Regions from separate parts of the Mus musculus genome. Here regions 1, 2, 3, 4 and 5 are each linked to region 6. A link is a contact called in public Hi-C, HiChIP or PLAC-seq, Micro-C and promoter capture Hi-C data. All regions are on one chromosome and are shown on one strand. The core of a region is the stretch at or near the end of the contact, and the rest is flanking DNA. Distances in the headings are between cores, read along the strand shown. Region 1 holds the start of Coasy (Coenzyme A synthase). Region 2 holds the start of P3h4 (prolyl 3-hydroxylase family member 4 (non-enzymatic)). Region 3 overlaps Cntnap1 (contactin associated protein-like 1). Region 4 overlaps Atp6v0a1 (ATPase, H+ transporting, lysosomal V0 subunit A1). Region 5 holds the start of Tubg1 (tubulin, gamma 1). Region 6 holds the start of Rab5c (RAB5C, member RAS oncogene family).

Evidence for each region. A called contact is a pair of places that touch in the nucleus more often than the background predicts. HiChIP or PLAC-seq counts read pairs in DNA pulled down with a chosen protein or histone mark. Capture Hi-C pulls out chosen DNA fragments and counts their contacts.
Region 1: a promoter capture Hi-C map of liver shows a contact between it and region 6. The contact joins the promoter of Coasy here to the promoter of Rab5c in region 6. A contact is called at or near these places in 17 of 39 promoter capture datasets (the 3T3-L1 cell line, the C10 cell line, the HPC-7 cell line and 12 more), 5 of 484 Hi-C or Micro-C datasets (B cells, natural killer cells, olfactory sensory neurons and 2 more), 18 of 115 datasets of contacts at active chromatin or transcription factors (the HPC-7 cell line, the SCID.adh cell line, differentiating embryonic stem cells and 8 more) and 3 of 9 other capture datasets (adipose tissue, liver and pancreatic islet).
Region 2: an H3K27ac HiChIP or PLAC-seq map of extraembryonic endoderm stem cells shows a contact between it and region 6. The contact joins the promoter of P3h4 here to the promoter of Rab5c in region 6. A contact is called at or near these places in 3 of 39 promoter capture datasets (the C10 cell line, cranial neural crest and neural stem cells), 3 of 115 datasets of contacts at active chromatin or transcription factors (embryonic stem cells, extraembryonic endoderm stem cells and trophoblast stem cells) and 3 of 9 other capture datasets (adipose tissue, liver and pancreatic islet).
Region 3: an H3K27ac HiChIP or PLAC-seq map of epiblast stem cells shows a contact between it and region 6, with 2.7 times the contacts expected there. The contact joins the enhancer-like site here to the promoter of Rab5c in region 6. A contact is called at or near these places in 4 of 39 promoter capture datasets (the 3T3-L1 cell line, cranial neural crest, embryonic stem cells and 1 more) and 4 of 115 datasets of contacts at active chromatin or transcription factors (craniofacial prominence, embryonic stem cells, epiblast stem cells and 1 more).
Region 4: a contact with region 6 is called in a Hi-C map of double positive thymocytes, with 2.3 times the contacts expected there. The contact joins the enhancer-like site here to the promoter of Rab5c in region 6. A contact is called at or near these places in 10 of 39 promoter capture datasets (the C10 cell line, the HPC-7 cell line, cranial neural crest and 5 more), 1 of 15 datasets of contacts at CTCF or cohesin (large pre-B cells), 3 of 484 Hi-C or Micro-C datasets (double positive thymocytes, muscle stem cells and nephron progenitors), 18 of 115 datasets of contacts at active chromatin or transcription factors (the SCID.adh cell line, T-cell acute lymphoblastic leukemia, embryonic forebrain and 9 more) and 2 of 9 other capture datasets (adipose tissue and embryonic stem cells).
Region 5: a Micro-C map of embryonic stem cells shows a contact between it and region 6, with 4 times the contacts expected there. The contact joins the promoter of Tubg1 here to the promoter of Rab5c in region 6. A contact is called at or near these places in 5 of 39 promoter capture datasets (cranial neural crest, embryonic stem cells, hematopoietic stem and progenitor cells and 2 more), 2 of 484 Hi-C or Micro-C datasets (both in embryonic stem cells), 4 of 115 datasets of contacts at active chromatin or transcription factors (the SCID.adh cell line, extraembryonic endoderm stem cells, fetal liver and 1 more) and 2 of 9 other capture datasets (adipose tissue and liver).

What each region holds. Positions count from the first base shown.
Region 1 is chr11:101,080,049-101,084,371 of GRCm38.p6, forward strand. It overlaps Coasy (Coenzyme A synthase), which reads left to right and starts at 2,517. Exons shown (of 10, transcript NM_001305982.1): 1 at 2,517-2,642; 2 at 2,951-3,658; 3 at 4,268-4,323. The coding sequence starts at 2,962. It overlaps Hsd17b1 (hydroxysteroid (17-beta) dehydrogenase 1), which reads left to right. Exons shown (of 6, transcript NM_010475.2): 6 at 1-479. The coding sequence ends at 206.
Region 2 is chr11:100,413,098-100,417,688 of GRCm38.p6, forward strand. It overlaps P3h4 (prolyl 3-hydroxylase family member 4 (non-enzymatic)), which reads right to left and starts at 1,619. Exons shown (of 8, transcript NM_176830.3): 1 at 1,080-1,619; 2 at 830-982; 3 at 512-683. The coding sequence starts at 1,559. Fkbp10 (FK506 binding protein 10) reads left to right here and starts at 2,597. Exons shown (of 10, transcript NM_010221.2): 1 at 2,597-2,928. The coding sequence starts at 2,687.
Region 3 is chr11:101,187,929-101,192,399 of GRCm38.p6, forward strand. Cntnap1 (contactin associated protein-like 1) reads left to right here. Exons shown (of 24, transcript NM_016782.2): 21 at 335-428; 22 at 581-826; 23 at 936-983; 24 at 1,439-2,792. The coding sequence ends at 1,731. Ezh1 (enhancer of zeste 1 polycomb repressive complex 2 subunit) reads right to left here. Exons shown (of 21, transcript NM_007970.3): 21 at 3,187-4,471. Among named protein-coding and RNA genes, the nearest start is that of Cntnap1, 14 kb to the left of the region's middle. Within about 2 kb of position 1,778, at least 160 of the 459 cell types and tissues checked have an H3K27ac peak or open chromatin away from gene starts, as enhancers often do. A contact at or near this core is called in epiblast stem cells and liver, where this site is marked.
Region 4 is chr11:101,044,901-101,049,180 of GRCm38.p6, forward strand. It overlaps Atp6v0a1 (ATPase, H+ transporting, lysosomal V0 subunit A1), which reads left to right. Exons shown (of 22, transcript NM_016920.4): 18 at 3,518-3,625. Among named protein-coding and RNA genes, the nearest start is that of Mir6928, 17 kb to the left of the region's middle. Within about 2 kb of position 1,746, at least 32 of the 459 cell types and tissues checked have an H3K27ac peak or open chromatin away from gene starts, as enhancers often do. A contact at or near this core is called in the HPC-7 cell line, double positive thymocytes, pro-B cells and 1 more, where this site is marked.
Region 5 is chr11:101,117,249-101,121,835 of GRCm38.p6, forward strand. Tubg1 (tubulin, gamma 1) reads left to right here and starts at 2,869. Exons shown (of 11, transcript NM_134024.3): 1 at 2,869-2,994; 2 at 3,299-3,411; 3 at 3,583-3,750. The coding sequence starts at 2,946. It overlaps Retreg3 (reticulophagy regulator family member 3), which reads right to left and starts at 2,593. Exons shown (of 9, transcript NM_026501.3): 1 at 2,293-2,593. The coding sequence starts at 2,531.
Region 6 is chr11:100,735,657-100,739,889 of GRCm38.p6, forward strand. Rab5c (RAB5C, member RAS oncogene family) reads right to left here and starts at 2,559. Exons shown (of 6, transcript NM_024456.5): 1 at 2,422-2,559.

The DNA.
Region 1 (4,323 bases), core at 1,267-3,766, 340 kb after region 6:
CGGCCATGCACCAAGAAGCCTTCTCTAATCTGCAGACCCAGGAGAATGCCAAGGCTGGGGCCCAAGTCCCGGGGGTCTCGGACACGGCCTCCAGCGCCCTCATTTGCCTCCCTGAATGTGCAATCCCTAGGGTGGCATCTGAATTGGGGTGGTCTGCATCGGATAAACCGGGTCAGGACAATTCATGTTACCAGCAAAAGATCTAAGCCAGCATCTCTTTTTTCTTATTTTAGAATGAGTTTTGTTTTAAGACAGGGTTTCACTATGTAGCCCTGTGTTGCCAGTAACTCATAAAGACCCACCTGCCTCTGCCTCCTGCGTGCTGGGACCTTAGATGTGTGCAACCACACACTTCTCAGAATCATTTGAAATAGTGCCAGCATCTTCATGGGTCAAGATAAGAGGGCTGATATCCAAGGTGCTAGGCTAAGGGTTTTTTTTTTCCTTCCAATAAATTTATTTATTATTATTATCATGTATCATGTGGAGGGGGACACATTCCATCGTCGCAGTCACACAGAGTACGGAGATCAGGTGACAAGTTTGTACTCTCTCCCACTACAAGGTTCAATGATTGAACTCAGGTCTTCTGGATTGAACTGTAAGAGCTTCTAACCCATAAGCCAGCAAGTTGGGACAGGCTTTAACAACCACCACCGATTTTTGTTGAATAGCGTTGAATAGCTGGCCTTGAAACTGCTATGTTACTAAGGATGACTGAAATGTCTAATTCTCTGTCCTCTCCTTGTGAAACTAGGGCCAGGCTTGTGGTCCCCACCACTAACACATAATCATGTGTTCCCATGTATATGGGCAGGTGTGTGTGTGTGTGTGTGTGTGTGTGCATGTGTGGAGATCCACAGTTAAAGTCAGGAATCTTGAGTTGCTCCTTATTTGTTGACCCGGAGTCTCACTGGACTTGGAGCCTATGATTCCAGCTTGTCTAGTCTAACACCTTGGCCCCAGGATCCTAGGTCCCTGTCTGCCTAGTGCTGGCATTACAAGAGGACACGAAGGGAAGACCTGGGTTCTGGATATCTGAATGGGGTTCTCTGGGCTTTATCCATGTGCACCTGAATCCTTTCTCTTTTTCATCTGTATACCCTTCTGATCTCATGACCTCCTTAAAAGCTTCATTGATAGTTGTTTTTGTTGTTGTTTCTTTGTGTTTGTTTTTTTGAGACAAGGTTTCTCTGTAGCCCTGGCTGTCCTAGAACTGAAACTGTAGACCAGGCTGGCCTCAGATTCTGCCTGCCTCTGTCTCCCCAGTGCTGAGATCAAAGGTGTGGGTCACCAGTGCCTACACTTGCCGTCTTTTAACTGGTTCACTTTCCCTGGTCTGTGATTGTATTGATTTGTCAGGTCTTTGCTGTTTTCCTGAGCTACCCAACCTGAAAAAGTAACCCTTGCACTCCAGCCTGGGTCTTTCCATCTGATAAATCTTCTTTACTGTCTGATCACCACCAGATGTACTGTGGACTTATTATGTATTGACACCATCCCAACCCCTTCACGCATCTACTTCAGGGAACTTTGTTCTCTGTTCTCTCCTTTTTACCTAGAACAGTTCACTAAATAGACACTCATTGACTAAAAGCAACACTGTGTGGGCTACACGGTAAGATTCTGTTTCAAAACAAACAAACAAACAAATACAAAATGTAACTGTGCCAAATGTAAGACTAACACATGTTTTGATTCCCTTAAACGCCTCTCTAAAATCCAGTTTGAACTGTCTCCTGCAAGAATCTTGATTCCTTAACAAATTAGTTACTTTACAAGGCCAGATTTCTGGACCACAGCACAAGAGTCTCCTCTCCTCCTGTCTGGCTGCAGCACTCCCGCCCTTCCCAGTCCAGGGCCTTGCTAGATAATTCAGGCTGATCTCAAATTTGCAGCGATGGTTCTGGGATCGCACATCAGCGCTCGGCCCTTTACAGGAATCTAGAGGCTAGTTTGCTTCCTTTTTCCGCTATCTCCGTGGATTTGAGATATTTTCTGATGGGCGTCTGGCTTTCCCTTCACGTCCGCCACTACCAAATTTATTAACTCTCCAGTCCTCACTAACTTCTCCGCGAATCCGGACCTCTAGGTCTTCTTCCTTTTCCCCCACCCCGGGGCCAGATATCCCCGAAGCGCTAATGAACTATCCTTGCAAACCTAAGCACGGGGTTAGACGACGCGCAAAGAATTCTATAGAAGGCACCAGACTTCGCCTCTAGGTGTCCCAAAACACTCAGAAAACCAATTTCCTGTGTGTGAAATGGGGATGTGGGTAGAGATATCTAGTAGCATCGCTGGGAACATTGGCTCAGAACAAGCACAGCAAAGCGATCCGACTGTTCCCGATCCTGGCTTTGCCACCTCCTCCTGGCAAACTGGAAGAAGCAAACAACACTGGGAATCCGCGAAAAGGGCTTTGCAGCTCTCTCTGCTCGCTTCGTCTAAGTGGATTCGGTGCCAGGGTTTCGCTCAGCCCGGAAGCCTCTGCCCTCGGCCCCGCCCCGCCCCGCCCCGCCTCGCCCCGCCCCAGGAGTCTCTCGGCGATGCTTTGTTTGATTGCTCTGAGTTCCCGTAGCTCCACGCTTTGAGGCTGGTGGGTAGTGCTTCCGGGCTGCAGCCTAGGACGCCTCCACGGCGGTGTAAGTAGAAGCAGAATCCCAAGAACTCACTGAGTAGGGAAGCAGCCCGAGCCACAGCGTCCCCTCTAGTCCCTCGCCTCCGAGTCTTCGCAGATGGCCGGTTCAGCCTAACAAGAGGGGCTGGGATTCCTGAAGCCCCAGTCCCATGACTCAGGGGTTCCTGGCGGGTTCCCCCTGCCAGGATTCCGGTTTCTATCAGCGAACGCTCCCCTGCCCTGCTCCAGGTCCCTCTTGAGTCCGAGTTCCCCTACAGGCCTCGGCCTCAGCCTGCCTAGTCATTCTCGCTTCGTCTCCCTGACTGTCTGCAGGCCTGGAGAGCATGGCCGTGTTCCGCTCAGGCCTCCTGGTGCTGACAACGCCGCTGGCCACCCTGGCCGCACGCCTGCCTCCCATCCTGACCTCGGCGTCCCGCCTGGTGAATCACACCCTCTATGTGCACCTGCAGCCGGGCATGAACCTGGGGGGACCCGCTCAGCCTCAGGCCAGCCCTGTGCAGGCCACATTTGAGGTTCTGGATTTCATCACGCACCTCTACACTGGTGCCGACCTGCACAGGCACCTGGACGTCAGAATTCTACTGACCAATATCCAAACCAAGAGCACCTTTCTCCCTGTGCTGTCCTCAGTCCAGAATCTGGCCCACCCTCCAGAAGTGGTTCTGACGGACTTCCAGACCCTGGACGGGAGCCAGTACAACCCTGTTAAACAACAGCTAGAGCGTTATGCCACCAGTTGTTACAGCTGTTCTCCACAGCTGGCTTCTGTGTTGCTGTATCCGGATTATGGAACTGGAGAGCTGCCTTTGGAGCCCCCGAATGCCCTCTTACCCTCTACTATAAGGCCGGCTTCCCCGGTTGCCAGATCTCCAAGGCAGCCTGTGCGTGGCTACCACCGTGGGGCCGTGGGTGGCACTTTTGACCGCTTGCACAATGCCCACAAAGTGTTGCTCAGTGTTGCATGTGTACTGGCCCAGGAGCAGCTTGTGGTGGGAGTAGCTGACAAAGATCTGTTGAAGAGTGAGTGAAGGGACCCTGGACTAGGGCAATGGAAGGCAGCCTTCACATTTTCTTGTTCTTCCCCAATGCCAAGATCAAGGAAGGGTAGGGCCACTTCTCAACCTTCCAAAATGCCACAATGTCTGACACTCTGTTATTGCTAAGGGACGTTTGTTTGTTAAATGAATACATGTGGTATCTTTAGTCTGGGGTTCAGTCACTTTTTAACTGAAGTCAGAACTTCCCAAATGGGAACCAAGGACTCTGCACTTCATGGTTGTCCAAGTGATCGGCTCGGAGGTTTGAAACGCTGAAGATAAATGGATAGGAGATGATTGGGGGTGACCCAGTACTGCCATCAACAGTGAGGGGACTCTAAGAATATAGTAGTTCTTGGGGGTTCTCCACCAACTGATACCTATTGGTCCTGCTGCTCTGTAGGCATTTCTTAACTTGTTCTTGGAGTACACGTCAGCTCTCAAAGTGACTGATGCTTGTTTTCCCTTCTGTACCCCCAAACCTGTCCCTGTCTCACCCTTTCTTGCTGCCACTGCTTGGGAGGATTTCAGTGCTATGGGACACTCTTCCCCAAATGGGGAAAGATCTCACCGTTCCTCGCTCCTTCCTCAGGCAAGTTGCTCCCCGAGCTGCTCCAGCCGTATGCAGAGCGCGTGGAGCATCTGACT
Region 2 (4,591 bases), core at 369-2,868, 320 kb before region 6:
TCTTTCTGCCTCACCGCTACCTCCCTTGAAGGGCCTTGTGGTCACGGATCCAAAGACTAGCTGTGGTTCCTCCACCCAGCCCTGCTTTCTGCACACACCTGCCTGGAGTCAATTCCTCATCTCCGTTGTTGTTCGAGACAAGGTCTATAAAGCTTCAGTTGCCCAGGAACTCACTCTGTAGACCAGGCTGGCATTGGACTCACAGAGATCAGTCTACTTCTGCCTCCTGAGTGCTGGGATTAAAGGCCTGTGCCACCGTGCCCTGTTCTTTTGTTTTTTGAGGCAATCTATTTCTCTATATAGCTGACCCAGAATTTGCTATGTATACCAGCATTTCTCTCATCAGACTGGAGACAGAAAAGGCCTGACTCGTGTGTAGCTTTGGAGCACTTTGCTAGACCTGTTGAATGCGGTCACCGGACATAGCCACGCATTAAGAGGCCTTAGAAGGCCTGGGAAGCCAGGGCACTGTGGGTGAGGGATACCTCACAGTGGTCTGAATGGTATATACCTGCTATCGCTGGGTAGAAGTCCTTGAAGTCTACCTGCTCGTGGGCCCCCTCACAGCCAGCTAGACACCGAGCAAAGACCGTCATATATTCAGCCAGGGCCCGCTCCATGTCTTCTGTGCTGCTGCGAAAGTCCCCGCTGTTGTAAAGTTTCACAGCCCGGAGGAACACAGCCTGGAGAGGTGCATGGCGGGGGTAGTCAAGAAGACCCCGAAGGCTCATAAGGTGTGTGTGTGTGTGTGTGTGTGTGTGTGTGTGTTGGGTGAAGAGGTTGTAGGAAGGTGTACCAAGGCTAGCCATCCCTCCCACTCTCTCCACACCTCGTAGGGCTGGGCCTCCAGGTCGGTGAGGGACTCATCTCCAATATCCAGCATCCCCCTGTAGTAGTTGAGATACTTGGCGGTCAGCTCGTGCTTGGGGTTCCTCTGGAGGAAGGTGTAGGCCGCAGCCACCGCCTTCTCCAGTCGGTTCGCCTGGTGAGGAGCGTGGGGAGTGGGTCAGTGGGGGCCTCGGACGCACCGCGGGCCTCACGTTCTAGGGAAACTCGACGGCGGCCCCGGCCGCGCCCACCTTGAAGTGCGCGTAGTGCAGGTACTGATAGGGCAGGCGGCTCTGGAAGTCGCGCAGCAGCTGCCGCGGTGGGTAAGGGACTTGAAAGGCGGGCAGCGTCTTCTTGCAGCGCCGCAGGCAGGCGGCGCGCTCCAGGACGTGACCGAAGAGCCGCAGCTCGCGAGCCCAGTCCTCGCCATCGCCGTCGTGGTCGCCGTCCGGGCCGGACGCGGGCCGAGGCTGAGAGGTGGCGGGGCCACTACAGTTGGCGTGGCAGAAGGCCTCGCTGTCGCGCAGCAGCCGGTGCAGCCGCAGCGCCGCCTCCAGGTAGCGCGCGCTCTCGCGCCAGCTTTCGCCTTCGTATTGCTCCAGAGCGTGGCCGTAGGCCGTGGCCAGTGGCATCAGGTCCTCCGGAGGGAATCCTCGGAAGCTGTATTTCTCGTACTGGGCCCCGGCGCTGCCCAGCAGCAGCCACAGCAGCCCCCACGCCCCGCGAGCCATGCCCGCACCGCGCCCGGAGGCTTACGGAGCAGCCGGCGACCGTCGGGCTCCAGCCAGCTCGGGCTCCAGCCCAGCCCACCCCCAACCCCCGGAGCTCCTGCTGGGTCTTAGCGCCGGGCCCTAGGCTAGAGCCGGGAGGCTGGAATGCCTCTCTAGGACCGTCAGTTGACGCTCGAGTCCACTACGTGGGCTGGCCCTCGACCACTAGCAATGCTTACACCACCACTGGCCCTCCCTGGCAGACACGGGTGGGTGGGGCTACGTTTCACGCCCAGAAAGCCCCTCCCCACAGCAGTGTCGTCCCCCCCCCCCCCCTTAAGTGCCACCTCTGTCCTTTGCGTAGGCAAAGTGGACGAAGTCACATAATCTGGTCTTTTTCTCCTCGAGTCTCCTCTGCTCCCCCTAGGTGGCCCGGTAAACACCCGCGCTGACGTCGAGGCGTACACACCTCTTGTTACCCCGCACACCTAGCACTGACACCATCAGCCTCCCGCCGGAGCAAGATTCCTGTGTCTTCAGTGCAGCCAGGCTTTTGCAGGACAAAACAACCTTTCACCTAGAGAACATTCTCCCTAACCCCCCTTTCCTCTAACCTTTCGCGGGAGGAGAGTTGGGGCGGGTGTGTGTGTGTGTGTGTGTGTGTGTGTGTGTGTGTGTAGAACTGAAATAGCCCTCAGATTACAGCCTCACCTGCACCAGAAGGGGCCTAGATTTGGGGTGCCAGGGAAAGCTAGAGATTCCTCCAACAGGCTTTAGGACCCAGAGACTCTGGAAAAAACTTTTTCATTTTGGAAGTCCACTCCAACTTCTCATCTTTCCCGAACCTCCCTCTGGGCCAGGCCCCGGGTCTCAGTCCCGGATGGAGTTTTGGGGGAGGGAGACTCAGAGATCTTTGTGGCAAATTCCTTGGACTCCAGAGACTCTCAACCTGGCCCCCACCTCCTAGTTCACCATAAAACATCACCCTGCCCGGCCAGCTCATTCTCCCCAGCCCCCATTCCACGTGGACCCGCCAGGGCGGGGTGGGGAGAGAGGACAGGAAGGGGGGGAGTCAGCTCTGAGAGGAGGGGGAAGGAGGCTAGCGGCTGGCGTCCGCTCTCACTGCCGGCGTCCCTGGTCTGGGCACCATGTTCCTTGTGGGGTCCTCCAGCCACACCCTCCATCGGCTCCGCATACTGCCGTTGCTGTTGCTTCTACAGACCTTGGAGAGGGGACTGGGCCGTGCCAGCCCGGCCGGAGCCCCCTTGGAAGATGTGGTCATCGAGAGATACCACATCCCTCGGGCCTGTCCCCGAGAAGTGCAGATGGGGGATTTTGTGCGTTACCACTACAATGGCACTTTCGAAGACGGGAAAAAGTTTGACTCCAGGTAAGAGCTTGGGCACTCCCGGACTCAGCACCACTTTCCTGAGCTTCCAGAGAATGTTGCCCCTTCTAAGGTTTGCATTCCTGTAGTGCTTTCATAATCCTTTGCCACAAACAGCATCCTGGGGAGAGCACCTCAAAGGATGCCTCCTATCTTCAATACCAAATTTTCAATTCCTAAAATATTCCCGCCCCCGCCCACGACCCCCTCCTAGCCCCCTGGAATATTTGATGCTCAGGTGAAGCGCCACATATACTTACCATAACTTAAACACAAATGGTACCCTGGCACGCAATCTTAGAGGGCAAAGAGACTGTGCCTACTACACGTAAACCCTGAAGTGAGTGGATGGATGGTCTGCCTGGTGCCGCCTCCCTTTGCACACACTCTGGCTCCCTGTCTATTTCTCTCTCCAGTTTTCTATGCCTTTGTGGTTGGAGACTGGAGAAATAACATTTCCTTGAGGGTGTAGGGCCCTAGAGCAGCTAGGGAGGGTCTTAAGCAGAGTGGGCATTATAATTTGGGGGTAGACCATAGCTGGTGCCGTGACCAAACTGTCCACGTGTCACAAAGTCTGACATGCCATCCTGGGGACTCTTAGTGCCTCCTTCTCCAAGCCTCTGGGAACTCAGTTCCTCCATCTTAGCTTTAGCAGCCAACACCACGCTCCAATGCCAGCCTTGGCTTGACGGGACCAGCATCTTCCATTCTGATCCAGGACCTTGGTCGGCCAGACAGATACCCGTTGGTTTTGGGGGGCAGATCAGAGCTGTGTGGCAGCCTCTTTCCAGGCTACAAGGTATACTTCAGGCCCTATCACACTTGAAACTCTACACCACAAAGACAAGTTGCCTTTCGGTCTCCTCTCTGAAATAGACAGTTCAGCCCACAGGCAATTAGTGGTCATGACTCTGGAGGGAGATTTTTTGGTACAGTGGATAAGAATGCCATCTCCATATTTGTAAGGCCCTGGGTTTAAATTCGGGCTGTGACAGAGGAGGAGTCTTAACTTCCCTTGTCTGAAACATGGGATGGGAACACTACCTACATCCTCAGGTTTGAATGGTGACAATGAATGACAGTGACTTCCACAGGACCTCCAGGCCTCCAGTGGGTTCAGGACATAATTGGCGTAGACTCTGGCACAACCATAAGTCTGATGGTGTTTAACTCATAGAAACTTTGTGCTCAGCATTGGTTTTTTGTTTTGTTTTGTTAAGGGGGTGGAGGAGTGGATCATGACAAGGTTTCTCTGTGTAGCCCTGACTGTTAGGAAACTCATGCTGACCTTGAACTCACGAAGATCCACTTGCCTCTGCCCCCAAGTGCTGGGATTAAAGGTGTGCACCACCACCATCCAGTACCATTGGCTTTTATATAGCGCTGTAAAGGAAATAGACCAGACATAAAGCCTGCCCTGTGGGCAGATGAGGAAGAGAGCTGGGAGCACAGCCCAGTAAGTAGCCTTTGGAAGAGATTTATCTTATGTCTATGAATCTTTTGCCTAAATGTAGGTATGCATACTGGGGGCATGCCTCATGTTGGAGGAAGTCAGAAGAGGGCTGGATGGCTGTGAGCCACCATGTTGGTGCTGTGACTTGAACTCACATATTCTGCCAAGTGTGACAAGTGCTCTAAACTCTGAGACATCCTCCAGCCTCCCTAT
Region 3 (4,471 bases), core at 528-3,027, 450 kb after region 6:
CCTTGGGAGGCAGAGGGAGACATGGACCTCTGACTCTGAGGCCAGCCTGGTCTACACTGAATTCCACGACAGCCAGGGCTATGTAGAGAGACCCTGCCCTCCCCCAACCCCACCCCCACCCCCACCAAATCAAACCAGAAATGAAAGTCAACCTACCAGCAAACTGCAAAGCCAAGGGTCAAAACCAGATTGAGTCAGGTGTCAAATCCTAGCTCTGGGCCCAGGGGTTTGTTCGTTTTTGAGCAAGGCTAGTTTGGGCAGAGTGAATCCCTTCCTTGGTCTTGGCTGTGTCCATCCAGGGTTTTCCTCCCTCCCTCCCTCACTTCTACCCTAGGTGGACTACTTCCCGCTGACAGAACAGAAGTTCTCTCTCCTGGTGGACAGCCAGCTGGACTCACCCAAGGCCTTGTATCTAGGGCGTGTGATGGGTAAGCTGCTTGTGAGGATGGATCTGGGGAGAGGAGCAAGCAGAGAGTGGGGAAGCAGAAAGAGCAGCGAGGGTAGTGGGAGGGGAATGGAAGAGGGGCAAGGCTTCTCTGGGTGAACCCTGATACCTCTTTCTTGGCCGCCTCTCCCTCAGAGACAGGAGTCATTGACCCAGAGATTCAGCGGTACAACACCCCAGGTTTCTCAGGCTGCCTGTCTGGTGTCCGGTTCAACAATGTGGCTCCTCTCAAGACCCATTTCCGAACCCCTCGGCCCATGACTGCTGAGCTGGCGGAGGCCATGCGGGTTCAAGGAGAACTGTCAGAATCTAACTGTGGAGCTATGCCACGCCTTGTCTCTGAGGTGCCACCAGAACTTGATCCCTGGTACCTGCCTCCAGGTGAATCCCTAGACACAAGTGAAGATGGGGGTGGGGTGGGGTAACAGTGATGGGAAATGGCTCTGAATACAGAGGCAGCGGCTCTTAATCAGCCTTTCCTCCTCTTTAGATTTCCCATACTACCATGACGACGGATGGATTGCCATACTCTTAGGTTGTAAGTAGCACCGACCATGAACCCGACTTCCTAAGACCACCTCGCTAGCATCCTCCCTGGCTCCTGTCCTCAGAAGTGGGGTGGGGGGAGGCATTAGCTGTGAGATGGCAAGAAGGCGGCAGGGACAGGTTATGCTGACATCAGTATTTAGCTGGGGGAGGACTAGGCAGCTATAAATTTTTAATTGAGATGAAATATTAAAATGCAGCCCCAGTTACAGGATGAGGAAAAATAGAAATGTAGTAACATCTAGAGAAATAAGAAATTGGAGAAGCCATCAGAGATAGGGAAAGGGTAAAGTGGACAGTGGATAAGCCAAGAACTCAGACATTCTAGACAGAGCCATGCCTGACACAGTTATGTTTGCTATACCCGGGTGAACATGATGCTTTGGCCGAGCGTGTATGTGTGTACCCCGAAGGCCTTCCCTAAGCTGTTCTTTTTCTTCCATTCAGTTTTGGTGGCCTTCCTGCTGCTGGGGCTTGTGGGAATGCTGGTGCTGTTCTATCTGCAAAATCATCGATACAAGGGCTCCTACCACACCAACGAGCCCAAGGCCACCCACGATTCCCATCCTGGCGGCAAAGCTCCCCTCCCTCCCTCAGGCCCTGCCCAGGCCCCTGCCCCTACTCCAGCTCCCACACAGCTTCCAACCCCAGCCCCAGCCCCAGCCCCAGCCCCAGCCTCTGGCCCAGGCCCCAGAGACCAGAACCTCCCCCAGATCTTGGAGGAGTCCAGGTCTGAATGAGTCACAAGGGCTTCAGGGACCAAGGCCAACTCCTCTAAGTCCCCTCAGCTCCTGCCTTCCCCCTCCCTTGCCAGGGACATTTGGCTCTTCTAAGCAGGCTCTGTTCACCAGGAGGATTCCCCTCTTGCCAAGTTTGGTGCGCAGAGCTACAGATGGGACCAAAGGGAGTGGCCGAGCCTCACTGCCTAAACCAATGCCCTGCTCATCCCTCTACCCCCCCCCCCACCCGCCCCCAGCTCCAGACTGTTTGCCTGCCCTACAGGAGAAAGCCCATGATGCTGAGACAGGCCTTTCCTGCCATCTCTGTCCCAGCTGCTGGCAAGGATTAACAACGAAGGGCAGGGGAGATGAACTGCCTCCCTTCCTGTGTACACTATCAGCAGGGACAGATGTGGGGGATCGAGAGGCTGCTAAAACACACCCTGGAGCCTCCCCTCCTCCTCCTGCCCTGCTGACCGGCTGTCTTCCATCTGCTTCCTCTCAGCTGGGGCTGAGGGAAGAACTTCACCACCCCCACCCCCACCTCACTCAACCCTTTTTGTTCTTACAGAGACAAGAGGCCTGCCTCAGTTTAGCACTTTAGTACCTCCACTGCTTCACTTGCTTCAGCCAAAGCCATAAAAAGCCTGCCTGAGTAGAAAAGATAATGCAGATGCCCTGCCTAGCCAGCCCTCTACTCTTCCACCCCTTTTCAAAATATGCAATAGCCTTGGTGCCTGTGCGCAGGCCTGGCCCTCTCCAATGCATGAGGAGCCCTCCCCCCTCTGCTCAGAAATGCTGCTGCGTTTACCCAGGAGGTCATATTCTTTATATATATTTCTTGTTGCAGAGTCTCTCTCCAGAGAACTATATATTACTCTAATTTTTTAATTATCTGTTTATATATAAAAGAACTCAGTGGGCTGTCCTGTGCTATGCCCAGTTTGTAGCGAGCTCCTTCTGTGTTTGATGTCTCATGAGTCCTGCCAGCCACTCACCCACGTGCTGGGCCTCCACTCTAGTGCAGGGCAGAGCCTGCTGTGCCCTCAACTGAGCAGGTTCAATAAAGCAGCGTGGCAGAGCCCCGTCTGTGCGTGGTAGCTGACATCCTGGCCAAGGAACTAATGAAGTCTTAAGGGAACTATTCTGAGAGCTTGGAAATTTCTAGTCCTCAAAACCTATGCGTATAAGCCAGGCAGTGGTGGCACACAACTTTAACCCCAGCATTCAGTAGGCAAAAGGCAGGCAGATCTCTGAGTTCAAGGCCAGCCTGGTCTACAGAGCTGACTTCCAGGGCAGCCAGGGCTACACAGTTCTCCAAAAACTAAAAGCTATTCCACCTCCCGGGGGCTTCACCTCCCACCCCGCTCCCAGAGGATGGTGGGGGTCAGAGCGCTAAAGCTTCTACCCAACCTGCCCCCATGCCACCACCTTTTATGCTTCCAGCCCAAGCACGGAGGACACAACTTGCCAAAATGGAGTCTTAACACTTTATTAGATAAGAGGTCACAAGCCACAGGACTTTAAAGTGCAAGAAATTTACTGGCAATTAAGCCGCAGGTACGCCAGTTCCCCACCAGTCCACAGCACCTCACTTTATCTACCACGTGACGTGGGGCAGAAGTGGAGAGGAGGGGTGAAACCCGTCATTAAAAATAGAGGACAGCAGGAACCAAGAGTGGGCGGCTGGAGCGCATGAGTATTATTGGCCTGAACTGCGGAGGGAGGGGCTGCCAGTGATGCCTGCTGAGGGAAGGCTGAGCTCAGTCTAGAACCGACATGTTTTAAAGCATTCCTCATGACCAGCCCCTCCTCCACCAGTCTCTGGTTTCCCAGAGACTGAGTAATTCAGAGCCTATCGTTAGGCTGGAGGGTATCCCTGATACACACAATAGACATAACCCCCCAGCAGATGTCAGTTTCAGAACTGGGTGTGGGGAGAGGAGCTGTAGAGTGTGCTGAGTGTGAGGCACACACGGACCTGCCAGTGTAGTGAAGGAGTATGTGCACAAGCATGCACGTCCCATGCAAATCTCTAAGAGGCAGTGTGGGAGAAGGGAATGGTTAGCAAGGGCCACAGGAGCTCTGGTTCTTCAGGAAGCAAGGAGCTTGTGCCCCATTCTAACACTCTAGGGCAGTCTGTATCCACCCACGCCCCTTCCAGCACAAGCCCCTATTCTCAGCACACCAGACACAAGGTAGCTATGCTGACTAGTTTTTGTTTTTGTGTCAAGTCAGCTCCTCCTGCCTCTCAGAAAATGATATTAAACTGCAGGATCTTCCACTCTCCTCTTCCTCCTTCAGAAGTGGGATTCGGGCAGAGACTTGGCTCAAACTCCACTCCAATCTATAAACCTTCTAAAAGAGAGTTAAAGTGCTTTGTTCTCTATGAATCCCAGAGAATGGTGGTCTGCCTGGCAGTCTACCCTGCACTGTGACACACTCCTAAATGTGCAATGGCACCCCACACACCCACAAACACAACCAACAGCAGGTACTACAGACAGGGAGTAAACCAGACCAGCAACATCTTCCTCTAGCCTAGATTAGGCCCAGCTACCCTGAAGAAAGCAGCAAGCTGCTCCATGGACAAGCCGCTGAGGAATGGAGGGTAGGGACAGCTGCAGCTTCACTGACCCCGAGTACTCACTCCCAACCAGGCATAGCCGCAGCTTAGGCATGTTGCCACTGAGCCAGAACTTTGGAAGGAGTGGGTCACTGGCACATGTCCTGGGAGCCTGAAAACCACCCTGCCACCCCT
Region 4 (4,280 bases), core at 496-2,995, 310 kb after region 6:
TCAGCCAAATATCAAGGTTAGGAGAGCTGCAGACAGTGAGCTCACTCGTGTGGTTTGCCTGGGCAGCCACAGGACTGACCCAAAGACATATTTTTTTTAATGAAACTATGACGCTTTCACCAACTGACACACCTGGAAAGGATCTGACTTAAAGCACACTGATTTTTTTTTTTTTTGTTTCTTCTTCTTCTAAGAAGCAGCATATATACACACAGGTGTTTACTTAACAGATGTGTGTATACCGACTCTACACACAGACACACAAAGTTAAGCTTGCCAAATGTTCGATACTGCGTGTAATTTCTGGCTATCCCATAATGCTTACTGCATTGCCCGGGAAAACCCAAGAGATCTTATTGCATGAGTCCCATGGCTGTGAGATGATCCCTCCGTTGGAGAGCAGCTGAGTTACAAGACCCTCCTTCTCCCTTTTCTGACCATCTTCATCCTTTCATGTGCCCTCCATTCGTCTCCCCTCCCTCTCCCCATCCCTCTCTCGTTCTCTTCTCCCTTCTTCTCTCCCATTCACTATCAGGAAGGGCAACCCGTGGAGGCCCCAGTCACACCAACCCCGAGCCAACAGGGACTAGAGGCAGCACCGGCTGCAACAGTGAGTCACTTAACTCCGACAAAGCAAAATGTTTGTTTAAAGAGGTGGCAGACAGTGCAGGTGAATTCTTTTTTAATGCTGTTGAGAGCGTGGCATGTGTGCTCACTGAGACCATGACAGAGGAGCCATCTGCCTCTTAGGAATAGATCAGGTATCGTTTTTACCATTGGCCTGCTAAGTTTCTGTTTGGTTGTGTAAGTACAATCCTATCTTCAGGAGCCAAGTGGCCCTCTTCGAGTCCCATCATCTTACTCCAAGACGGCAGCTTCTGGGCTCATCCACTTTTGTGTCTGTATCCTGTGATCGTGTGTGGGGTGGGTTTTCAGCATGGAGACAAGAGGGGCTTGGACTCTTTCATTGATGTCTTTGTTCTTTGTGCTTGTAAGCCCTTCTTTAAGGGATCCTTGTCCTTGTTTTGGGAGTTCAGTCTTTAGAGAAGGTCTGTATCTCTTTCCCTAACTGGGACACAGAAGGTCTTGTTTCTTCAGCTGATTTCCTGAGCCACCCTGCGTGCTGCACATCTGCCAGAGCCATCTGTCTAGACCCTCACTTCTTCTGTACCTACAATTCAGTGACAGCACTTTGAATGTCAGACATTTGACATCATTTTACCAGAATCTTAGAGTGCACTGTGTCTATGCAGCCTCACATCCGAGATTTTCAATCTCGCAGGTCAGGATTGTTCTGTTAGCATACACCGCTTTAAGGGGAATGCATGCTTATGCCAGACAAAATTTTAATCTCGCTGTGTGAAATTATTTTCAAGTTGAGGAACACACTGCCCAGCATTGATTTTCTTTCCCCATCATCTTTTCTTGCTTTGTCCTTGCTTTTTTCTTGCATTGTTCTCGATGCCTTTTGAGTGTGACTCCATCCTCCATGCTGAGCTCCACAGTAACCCCTCCTCATCTGGAAGCTCTCCCACTCATGGCGTCTGCTCAGCTGTGTCCCTAGCTGAATCTCTTGCTGGAGAGCAGCCCAACAGCATCAAGGTGACCACACTCCAAGAAGGACCCTTGACCCTTGACCCCACGTATCTGCTCCTGCTCTGCTTCTTGTCTCCTCCGTTGTCTCCTTGAGTGGCGTTGTCACAGCTCAGCATTTCTTTTCTTGTCTTTGCTGGTGTGTCTCTCATTTCCTTCCTGTAACTCTTGTTTCCTGAGCCGTGCAGGGTACTCGTCAGAGTCGGGTTAGGAGGTCTGACCTGTCTGTTCTCACTTCTTCTGGCTAGGGAAGTCTTAGGGAGATGGACTCTGTTTGGGGGATTTTGAATTCGGACGCTTTCCTCCTCTGCCCTGTAAGACCCAGGCCAAGATACAATGGAGTCTCCCCGCTCCGGCCCCATGCCCTTTATAATGCTTAAAGCCCCCCTTCTGAAGGTAGTTAGGCGACATTTGAGCCTGACCGGAAGTGCTTACTTCAGTGATTTCCCAGATCTGAATCACCTAGTAAACTTTGAACATGGGCATTAAAACAGGTGAGAGGAAGGAAAAGGCAAAAGTGACCCCTAATCCCATGAACTGAAGGGGGGGGGGGGAGAGAGAGAGAGAGAGAGAGAGAGAGAGAGAGAGAACTTTTATACTAACCAAGAAGTCTCAGTGCCCTGCCCCCTACCCTCCTCCTCCAGGACATTGTTATCAGGTGGAGTCTTTGCCTTCAGCACATATCTGTCATCTACTGAGACACAAGTAAACAATATGCATACCTAGAAGGAGAGCCATGTCTCGGGACCTATTTTAAACTGAAGCAATCTTCTGCCTCTCAGTGTTTCTTAATAGAGTTGTCTTCTTAGAGGCAATCTTTTTATGGTACCTAACATTGCTGGGTGTAGTGCATGCCTTTAGTCCCAGGCAGAGGCAGGCAGATCTCTGAGTTCGAGGCCAGCCTGGTCTATAAAATGAGTTTCAAGACAGCCAGGGCTACACAGAGAAACCCTGTCTCAAACAAGGTAGCTTCCGTAGAGCTCCTCCCGTGGCCTTTTCTGTGAGCCTTGTAAGACTGACTGATGCTACAAGGGGAGTCTACCCCAATAATAAATAAACCTTGGGGTCTGAACTGGCCAGCGAGTTGTAGTAAAAGAGGTTCCCCAAAAGCTAAAGCTAAGGAAGGGAGCCACAGGGAAGTTCCCAGCCCTGTCTCCACATTGTTCAAGCTTACTGGAGCAGTCACGCTGCAGGCAGGCAGTCCTCCAGCTTTGGGTTGATAGAACTCACAGGAAGTGGTCCAGGGGCTGCTTCCTCAGTCCCTTTCACTGTACCAGAACCCTCTGATGGAAAGGGATCTGCCTTACTTTACGTTTTTAAAACTCAGAATTCTTTAGCCACAAATGAGTGACTGTTAGGATGTTGTGATGTTTTGTTTTGTGTTCTTCCAAGACCTTGGGTAGCTCTTTGTTCCTACACGGGCCTGGTATATTTCTGGTAGATGTTGCTGGAACTCTTGGGCTCCTGTTGAAAGCCTGTCAGAGCAGGGTATACGTATCATGTCACCCACTGCCATCCCTACCCCCACACTGCACTTGGAAAGCCTCATCTTCAGTTCCAGCAACACTCAGGCCCTCTCAGACTTTACAGCTTAGCTGTGTTCATTGTGAGAGTGTTCATGCTCAGCTTCTCACCCATGCAGAACTCTGTGAGCATTGACCAAGGCAAGGTTGATTTATCTTGGTGTGACCGGAGGAGGTGGTAAAAGACAGGGCTGCCACTCGTGGGGTCCAGAGTGGTGGTGGTGGCTGGGGTGGGACAGTTACTTGTTTTTATGTAGCTTGTCCCTTTGGTGGCCACTGCTTCTGTTGATAGGATGTATGCCTTTCTGAGGATCGTATGAACTAACCATCACCCTTCCCCACCTCACAGAGTGCCGCATTAAAGCCCAGGCAAATACTGCTCTTTCTGTTCGTCTGTGTAGGGAACTCTCAACTTTGGTGGGATCAGGGTGGGCAACGGACCGACAGAGGAGGATGCTGAAATTATTCAGCATGACCAGCTTTCCACCCATTCAGAGGACGCAGAAGAGGTAAGAGCCGGGGGCGCGGGCTTCCTCTCCTTACCTTGGGCAGTCTAGGTCTTGTTTCCTAAAAGGCTTATTCAATCGTCTCCTTGAAGAATAAAACTACTAATGATTGGCCGCTGTCAGGCCCGCTCAGGACACCGCAGCTTGCCCTGTGGGGCCTGCTCTAATCTGTGGCCACAGAGCCCACCCAGCTTTGCTCTGCTCTTCTTGAATTCCTCGGGTCTGTGGTGCACTGCATGCGACCTCAGTGGCTAACTGCTCTCCACCCAGGCAGCGCCTAGCATCTCACCTCTTAGTAACCAGCAGCAGGGGAGCCTTCGGGATAGCGTCTTCATCCTCCGGTCCCAAGGGCCTCACACACACTGCCTAGCGGCTGTATTCAGGGCTTCTTTTTGAGGCCTGCCCCATCTGTGTGTTCTTGAGCCAGGGGTTTTTGTTTGTTTTTCAAGAGCTTTTAAATTTTGCTATCTGTCTTCTTTTTAGACTGAGAGGAATCAGGCCAGGCCAGCCTTTCCTTTTGACACTACTTCCAGTTCCAGCTATTTAAAATTCACTCTCCTTGCCCGAGCTTTCGTGGCGTAATGCCTGCAAACTGAACTAGTAGTTCTCACCTTTTCATTGAATTTTATTTTTATTTTTATTTTTTTAGCAAATAAAA
Region 5 (4,587 bases), core at 1,619-4,118, 380 kb after region 6:
CTGCCATGATGCCCTCCTGCCGACTTTCATGGTCTCCCTGTGGGTCACTCATCTGCAGATGGGGTGAGATTAATGAAAAAGTCGGCTTTTAGAGGGAAGCCATTATTATTCTAAAGACAGCAACAGAGCAGGGGCTAGAAGCGATGTGGGTTACAAGATTTTGGACAGGGTCACCCTGATTTCTCTGGTACCTGGGAGGGGACACCCTGGAAATACATGGTGGCACCCTACCACATGGAATTCTTTTATGAACCTCCTGTGTTTAGAAAGTAAGAGGGCATAGTCACAGGTACAGGGAAAACTACACCAGAGAAGGAATGTACATCACTAAACACACTATGTGCCCTGAATTTGGAGGACTTGGGAAAAAAAAAATTCTTTCAGAGAGAGAGAGAGAGAGAGAGAGAGAGAGAGACAGAGGGGGGGGGAGTGTGTGTGTGTGTGTAAGTCAGGTGACAGCTTACAGAAGCTGGATCAGGGCATCAGGTTTGGAGGTAGGCTCTACTACGCTAAGGTGGACTCCAGCACTCAGGTGACAACTTTGTAGTATCAAGCTAATCTTCTGACTCATCAAAAGCACCTCAGCTTTTGATAACGTCATTATTCCTAATAAATAATATAAGAAGTACTTCAGATTTGTTGTTTCTGACCTAACTTAGTGATACTTCTTCAATTCGTTGAAAATCTAGTCATTCTTTACTCTACTAAGTGAAATGACAACACTCACAAAGACACTACTGAGGAGTGAACTGTGTTTAGCCCTCAAAGAAATTCATTCTCCCAAAACAATTCTATAAGTGCCAATGTCTGACTACTTTAACCCGCTTGGACTTTAATACTATCTGTACCCCTCCCAAGGTATGAGTCCCCTCTATAAATGACAAGCTCAATTGTTTTTTAAGTCTTAGGCCACACTCACTTTGGTGGATCTCTCCCCCACCTCCTGCATTGTGGCTACACAGCAGGCATACTACCCGGAAATGCCAGAGATAGGGATCAGTCACAACTTAGCACAAGAGGGGTTCTGAGAAAGATTCTAAACGCAGACTTAGCCTAAGTAAACACTATGGTACAGCATGGTGGCCAGTGTCAATAGCCCCAATCCTCGGGAGCTGGGAGCAGGAAGGTCAGAAGTTCAAGGCCTGCTCTGTGGAGAGGATATTTGGAGCCAAAAAAGAATACACTGTTGAGGACCAGCAAATCTGTTGCAGCTTTGAAATGTGTTCCAGAGCTAGAGAGATGGTTCGGTGGCTAAGAGCACATACTGCTCTCCCAGAGAAGTTCAGTTCCCAGCAACCCCCACCTATCTCCAGCTCCAGGGGGATCTGATGCTTCTAGCCTCTACAAGTACCCACAACTCCTCACGACCACCCCATCTCAGGACCACACCCCTATACACATACACACACACAGGCTTATTCAAAGAGTCTCATCTCTTCTGGTTGTAGAAGCCTCAGTGATATGTCAGTTCCCTTGGAATTTGATCAGTACTATGGTTATTAATAAACCCAAACCATGGTTGGTAGACTCGATGAAGCCCAAACTCCTCCTAGGTGCTCTCATTTTTTCCAGAGAATGAAACACACACTTTAATATAAAGCCACTTGTCCAGTGAAAGAGAACTCAACGGCTCTCAGACAGCCTCAAACTCCTTGAACCACAGCTAAGGTCTAATTTTTGGGGGGAAGCGTTGCAATCCTAAGTGGCTCTGAAACAGATGAAAGATCACCACTGTTTTTTAATTTTTTCCTTCTTAATACATCTACTTTTCTTTCAAGCTGAAACTCCACACAAACTTCACCAACTTGACTGGGTGAGACGGTATCTAACATGCTAATAATCCATGATAACCGGCTCAAGCTTGTTTTCCTCCTCACACCCAGGGATACCCTTCTGCCTCTCCTCCCATCATCGTTAAGTTAAAACCTCTCGGAACCACCACCCTGGGGCAAGCAAGAGAAACGGAGGAAATGGTCTCGAAGTGAAATCACTTTCTCTCGCTAACAAGAGGCACCCCGGCTTACTGCGAGCGACACGGGATGGTACCAGATTCTCTGGCGAGTCGTGGGGGCAAGTGGAGAAGACCAGGAAGGCCCTGCGAGCACCCGGGGTGCCAAAGCCTGGAGGCAGGCGGGATGCTGGGGAAAGTGAAGCATTATCAGGCAAGTATCAGAAGCAGCCAGGGCGACGAAAGAAGGCAGGACAGGGCAGGTGAGAGATCGACACCCCCCCCCCCAGAACAACCTGAGGAATTCCCGCCTAGTAGGGTCAGTGAGGGTCCGGGTGTCTCACCAGAACGCCGCGTTCAGCCCCAGGCACCACAGGGCGCTCCTGGCCGGCCGCTCCCACACCAGGGCTGCCTGCACCCGGCTCAGCAGAGGCTCGTAAGGGCCCAGCACCTCCACCAGGGTCCGCTGCGCCGCCTCAACCTGCTGGTCGCGCTCCCAGGAGCCGGACATAGCTCGGCGGCCCCTGAAAGCCAACCCCGAAGCTGGACCCGGGGCCGCGGCCACCCCTTCAGCCTCCTCCATCTCCCCTTCAGCAGCCACAACATCCGGGGCCACGGCCCGGGAGTCACAATAACACCGACTGCGCAGAAGCACGATTTGGCTGCGGCCGGGCGGAGAAGGGGCGGGGCGGGGCAAGTGCCGGAACGCCCACGCGCGCATGCGCAGACGCTCCGGTGCGCATTCATCAGACGGAAGAGAACACTGCGTCGAAATGCGTTCCCGGCGCTGAGCGCGATTCGGAGCCGCGCACGCGCAACTCGCACGACTGAAGCCCGATGAAGGAGGAAATTTCATCTGCAGAACCCAGCTCCCATTGGAGCGGAGAACGATTAGGGGTGGAGCGCATTGTCTGGCGCCTGCGTCTTGCCGGCGAGCGCGCTAGCGGTCGGCGGTGTTGCTGGCGGGAGAGACTGCAACGCCGATGTCTGAGGAGCGATGCCGAGAGAAATCATCACCCTACAGTTGGGCCAGTGCGGCAATCAGAGTGAGCGAACCTCCCAGACCCTCTGCCTCCCAGGTTCCTTAGGTGCAAGAGGCCCTCGCAATAAGGTCATAGCTTCGGTCTGTCTGCAGAATCCTAGTTCTCCCCCACAAAGGCGATTCCCAACCCTGTGCCCAACTGCCTAAAGCCAATGGACCTTCCCCTGTCCAGTCATTGGCCTAGACACTAGGGAGTCCCAAGGCTAATCTAGATCCCTAGACCCAGGCGTTCAAATCCCCCACTGGCTATTTGGAACCTACCCAGACTCACGTATCTTTTTTCTTCACCTTCCGCCTCCCTCTCTTAGTTGGGTTCGAGTTCTGGAAACAGCTATGTGCCGAGCATGGCATCAGTCCCGAGGGCATCGTAGAAGAGTTCGCCACGGAGGGCACTGACCGAAAGGACGTCTTTTTCTACCAGGTGCTCCCCCAAGTGACTTGACCAGGACCCTGGCGGGACTGGCAGCGCGATCTGGTGCTGGGAAACTCTGAGTGGATGGATGGGAACAGAGTGGCTATCTTGAGGGAGAGCCTGCAGGAGCCAGAGTTGGGAGGCTTCAGGACTTGACCCATCCTGGCTTCCCTCTGACAGGCAGATGATGAGCACTACATCCCCCGGGCTGTGCTGCTGGACCTGGAGCCCCGGGTGATCCATTCCATCCTAAACTCCTCCTATGCTAAGCTCTACAACCCAGAGAACATCTACCTGTCGGAGCATGGCGGAGGAGCTGGCAACAACTGGGCCAGCGGATTCTCCCAGGTCATTTGCTGTTCCCCTGAAGGGCTCTCAACTCTGTGGGTGGGCACAGGCCCTGTGGTTTTTCTACAGATGAAACTAGGTCAGAGATGTTCGAGTGCTGAGTAAGATAGCCATGGCTCCAGGAGCTAACTGGAACGCTAAGGACGCAGTCTAGCTAGTGCTTTGTTGCAGGCCATTTAAATACTTTCTGTGTTATCTTTGTAAACCTCTGACTAACCCTAGAAGTAAGTACCATGGGTTTATGATATTTTATCTACTTCTTCAGACTCAAAACAAAACTCTGAAATCAAAGATATTTCAAACTTCACTTAGCAAAACCAATGCGCAATGGAGAAGGAAGGCTATGTTGATGTATCTCGTTACCTTATTGTCAGCACTCAGGCCTCTCACTGTAGAAATGTCTGATAACACACCTCCAAGCTCCACGGCTGTATCAGTACTGTTTATTTGGCAGGTTCTAGGAATGTGCTAAACATCACATACTAGACAAACTTAGATTGCTGAGCTATGCATCACATCCACAGCCTTGACGTGATCTTTTTGTTAAATATGAATATTTATTTATTTTGAGAAAGTTTCTCTACTTAGCCTTGGCTGTCCTGGAACTCACTTTGTAGACCAGGCTGGCCTCAAACAGAGATCCACCTGCCTCTGCCTCCTAAATGGCGAGGTTAAAGGTGTGCTCCGCCATTGCCCAGCTAATATGCAATTTATGATTGTATGCCCAAAACTACCTTTCAGAACCTGAAGAATTTTGATTTCTAAAAATATCTGGTCCTGTGGATATTAAATGGCGAAGTGTGGACCTGTGTTTTACTTTTAGTGAGGAAACAGATA
Region 6 (4,233 bases), core at 1,309-3,808:
CTTTCACTTTCATTTTCTAGCTATCATGAGTCAAGTTTTGGAGAAATTAATGGCACACAGACATTAGCAAACTCTTAGGCCCTGAAGAGTACAGGCTTGGGATTCTTAACTGTCATGGAGTCCACGGCAAAGAAAGAGGGTAGAATGTTGGGAAAAGAGAGGGAAGCAAAAGCCAATACTAGAGACGGCGGACTTAAGAGTCTGTGCTCCTGTCCCTGTTCATTCTCCCTGCAGGCGCCTTTACTCAGCAAGCCCCGCAGACAGGGGAGCCTGCTTTTAGAAAAGACAAAGCTACACCCGAAGCCACGCTGCAAGCACAGCGTCTGACCACTTCTAACTGTATGCTTGGGGGGAACCGTCTCAAGGTGGGCATACAAATACCACCATCTCCAGGACACTTGTGAGGAATAGGCACTGAGAGCACTCTGGGGGCTTTCTATCTTCACGAGCTCTTGCCCTCCTCCAGGAGTGAACAGGCAGAAAGGCCAACGAGGTGTGAGAAGCAAGAGGGGAGGTGGAGAACAGCCTTAGAGAGGAGGGACTTCCTCTCTGGAGTGCCCTCCCTAGCCCGGCAGATCAGCAACGGACTTCTGCTGGGCCGCTACAATTTCTGAAAGCCAGAAGTGGCTGCAGAACCATGCAGAACTCTAGTGCCTCCTGTCTCACAGACAGCTTCTCCGCAAAAGGGCGCTTTGGAGTCAGAGCTGGAAAGATGTCCGGACAAATGCCAGAAACGCCCATTAGAAGGTTCCCTTGCTTCAGCTAGAACCCCAGGAATCACAATCCACTCCTTGGAAGGTAAGTCTAGCAGAAACCAATCCCTGTAAACAGGCAGGGGTCACTGGCCCTCTCCCTCAGAGGCACATGTTGAACAGATCAGAGAAACTAGGCTAGCTGAATCTCTGAGCCCACAGAGAGAGAGAGAGAGAGAGAGAGAGAGAGAGAGAGAGGATTGATTGATTGTTATACTGACTGAACACCGGAAACTGTCCAGAAGTAGGTTGGAAAGATCTCAAAGCAAAATGTTTAGCCTTTGTGTAGTAAGAAAAGCATCTTAAGTTGATCAGATCTCAAAAAACCAAAAAAAAAAAAGTTGATCAGAGATGCCCAAGGACTGAATGGCTTTCCCACTCTTCCTCCACTGCAAGACAGCAAGGGTCAGCTGTGGCTTCAGAATCAGGCTACTCCTCAGGAAGGCAGTCTCTAACCTGTACTTTGGCCGCATAACAAGAGAACCTTCCAGCTTGGTCAGAGATACCAGCCATTTCACACACTTAAGTCCCAAGGAAAACACAAGAATCCTGTGTCAATACAGTAGGGGAACTGGCACTTTCCAGCACACATAAGCAATTCCTTTACGGACGAAAACTATACCTGCCACGGTGATGTGGACTAACTGCTCTGTGAAAAAGTCCAAGCCAAGAGGGGAGTGGAGACTCTGGTGAGGAATGGACCTGTTGCTCAAGTGTATAGTGGTGTGTGATTCAGGGTGGTTAAGAGATGGTGCCTCAATTTCACACTACTCCTATTTGGTCTATTCTCCACCCCTATAGATAAGCAGGCAGCAGTCTCTCTAAGGAAACCACTCACATGCTCTGGAAGGACAGGGCTGGGCCTGAAGCAGGGGGGAAGGAGGAGGGGAGACAGAAGATAATGAATGGGCAGATCCTCCCTGATCTGTGATCTGTCCCTAGGATTGAGCAGAGCTCAGCTAAATTCTTTAGAGGCAGGAAGACGAACACACACTGAGAGAACTTAAGACAGGGCTGGGGGCATAACGTGCAGTCCAAGGAGAAGGCTGCCATTCCGTCTAAGTGACCCAGAATTCAAACTCTGCTGAGGTCCTCGTAAGCTCAAGAGGAAGTAAGGAACTGTAAGCGCGCAAAAACACTTCTGTGCGTGTACAACACTCTCATTCCGACATCCCCCCCCCCCCATCCCCGCATCTCCGAAAGGAAATCGAGATAAAGATAATTTCAGGGCTGCAGGGGGACAACTGGGTTTTTGGTTGGGATTGGGGAGTGGGAGGCGTAGAACACAGGAAAGGAAAACCAGGAGAGACAGCACTCTCCGTCACCTCTAAAAGAGAAGGGGGACAGGTTCCTTCGCACCTGGTAAAGACTCTTTGATTTTGAAAGCTGAGGGGGTGGGGAGCGGAACTTAAGAGTCCCTCTCTCCCACAAGTGGACTGGACAGGCCAGAGGAGAGCCTCAAAAGACTCCCAAAGGCTCCCGAAGGACAGGTTAGCGAAGGAAAGAGGAGCTCCCCCTTTGGCCTGACGCCCTGGTGAGCCCCTAAGAGGGGGCTACGGGTCGGGGGAGGGGTCAGTGTCCCCCTAAGCTAAGGTTGGGCAGGAGGAAAGGGTACCCCAGGGAGGCTACCACACAAGTGAGACACTGGCCCTGGGACAGGCACACTCACCGCGGCTCCGGGCAGCAGCGTTACTTTGGGCCGGGGCTTCCACAGACTCCGCTCCTCTCCCCCCCACCCCCGGCGGTGTCCCAGGCTCCGGCCTCCACTTCCGCCTTTCAGCCGCTCCGGATCCGGATCTTCAGCTCTGCCCCGCCTCTCTATATTCCCAGGTGACTGACAGAAAGAACAGACCAATGGGAGACACTCCGATCCTACCCACAATCAACGCGGGAAAGGAGGGAGAGTGCGCGCGAGGGATGGCGGGACTTGTAGTTCTCCGCACAGGGAGGAGCCGGGGGCTGCCTGGCACTTGGGTTTTGGGTGGAACCGGCTGCCGGTGGGGCGGAGCCGGTCCAGGCCTGCTTATCGCGTCACTGCCAGTTCCAAGTGCCGCGAGGGAAGGCGTGTGGCTGAGCTTTCCAAGAGAGCAGACAGAGGGCTGTTCATGCAGAATTGAGAAAGGAAAAATATGATGTTCACGTAGCCGCGCAGACCGGTCGTGTGCCCTCGGCAACTTGGAGAAGCCAAGCCCGCCCAGGAGGCTGATTGTTGAGGACATTCTATTATAGGAAAGGCGATGGAGTCAGGTGTAATGGCTCGATCCGAAGGCAGAGGCTTGCAGATCTCTGTGAGTAACAGCTAGGGTTATGTAGTAAGATCCTGGCTTAAAAAAAAAAAAAAAAAAGAAAAGAAAAGAAAAAGAAAAAAGAAAGAAAAAAAAAAGGTGATGAAATCTCTGAGAGCTCTATAGAATGGGCTCTCTGGGGGCTAGCGAAACGGCTCGACAGGTGAAGATGCTTGCAGCCAAGCCTGACTGAGTGCCGTGCCCAGGACTCACATGGAGTAAGACAGACTCCCACTAGTTGTCTTTTGACAACCACCCATCCACCCTCCCTCCCGCTAAATACTTGAAGAAATGTAATTTTTTTTTTTTAAAAGAAGGAGTTGTCTAGAGGATACTAAATGGTTGAAAAGGAGACCTGCTGCTGCCAAGGGTTGCTCTCACTCTCTCTTCCTTTCACATGGGCTCTCACTATGTAGTCCTGATTGGCCTGGAACTTACTTTGTAGATGGGTTGTATTTGAATTCACAGAGATCCTCCTGCCTCTACTTCTGGAGTGCTGGGATTAAACACATGTGCAACCACCACGACAGACTAAGCTTTCTTTCTTAGGCTCTGTTCCCAAATATACCAGACCCCCTCATCTCCCTCACTCTGCCCCCAGTCAGAATTAGCGCTCCTTCAAAGACTACCTGTGTTCTCTCTACCCGTCACTATAGATGAAAACCACTAACCCTTCTACCACAGGTCAGTTCTGTTTCTGTTGCTTCTAATTCCTTCTGTATGAATTAGGACCACTTTTTGTTTGTTTGTTTTTTGTTTTTTGTTTTTCGAGACAGGGTGTCTCTGTGTAGCCCTAGCTGTCCTGGAACTCACTTTGTAGACCAGGCTGTCCTCGAACTCAGAAATCCTCCTGCCTCTGCCTCCCTAGCGCTGGGACTAAAGGCATGCGCCACCACGCCCGGCATGAATTAGGACCACTTCTGTTTAACCTCATCCTCCAACACTGGCCTCTTTCTGCATCTCTCTCCCGGGGATACTACTCAAAACTTTTATAAAATCAAAGCCCACCCCCAGAGACCATGTAATGCCTAGGGCATGGAACAGCATCAGTCATACCCTGAAAGTTTGAGCTGAAGAATAGACCTGTCTGGGACAGCCTGCCACAAAGCTGTGCCCACATCCAATTTCATCTTTATCACCAAGGTGCCAGTTTCCTACAACATATGCACCATATGACATGCACAGACCTACACAGA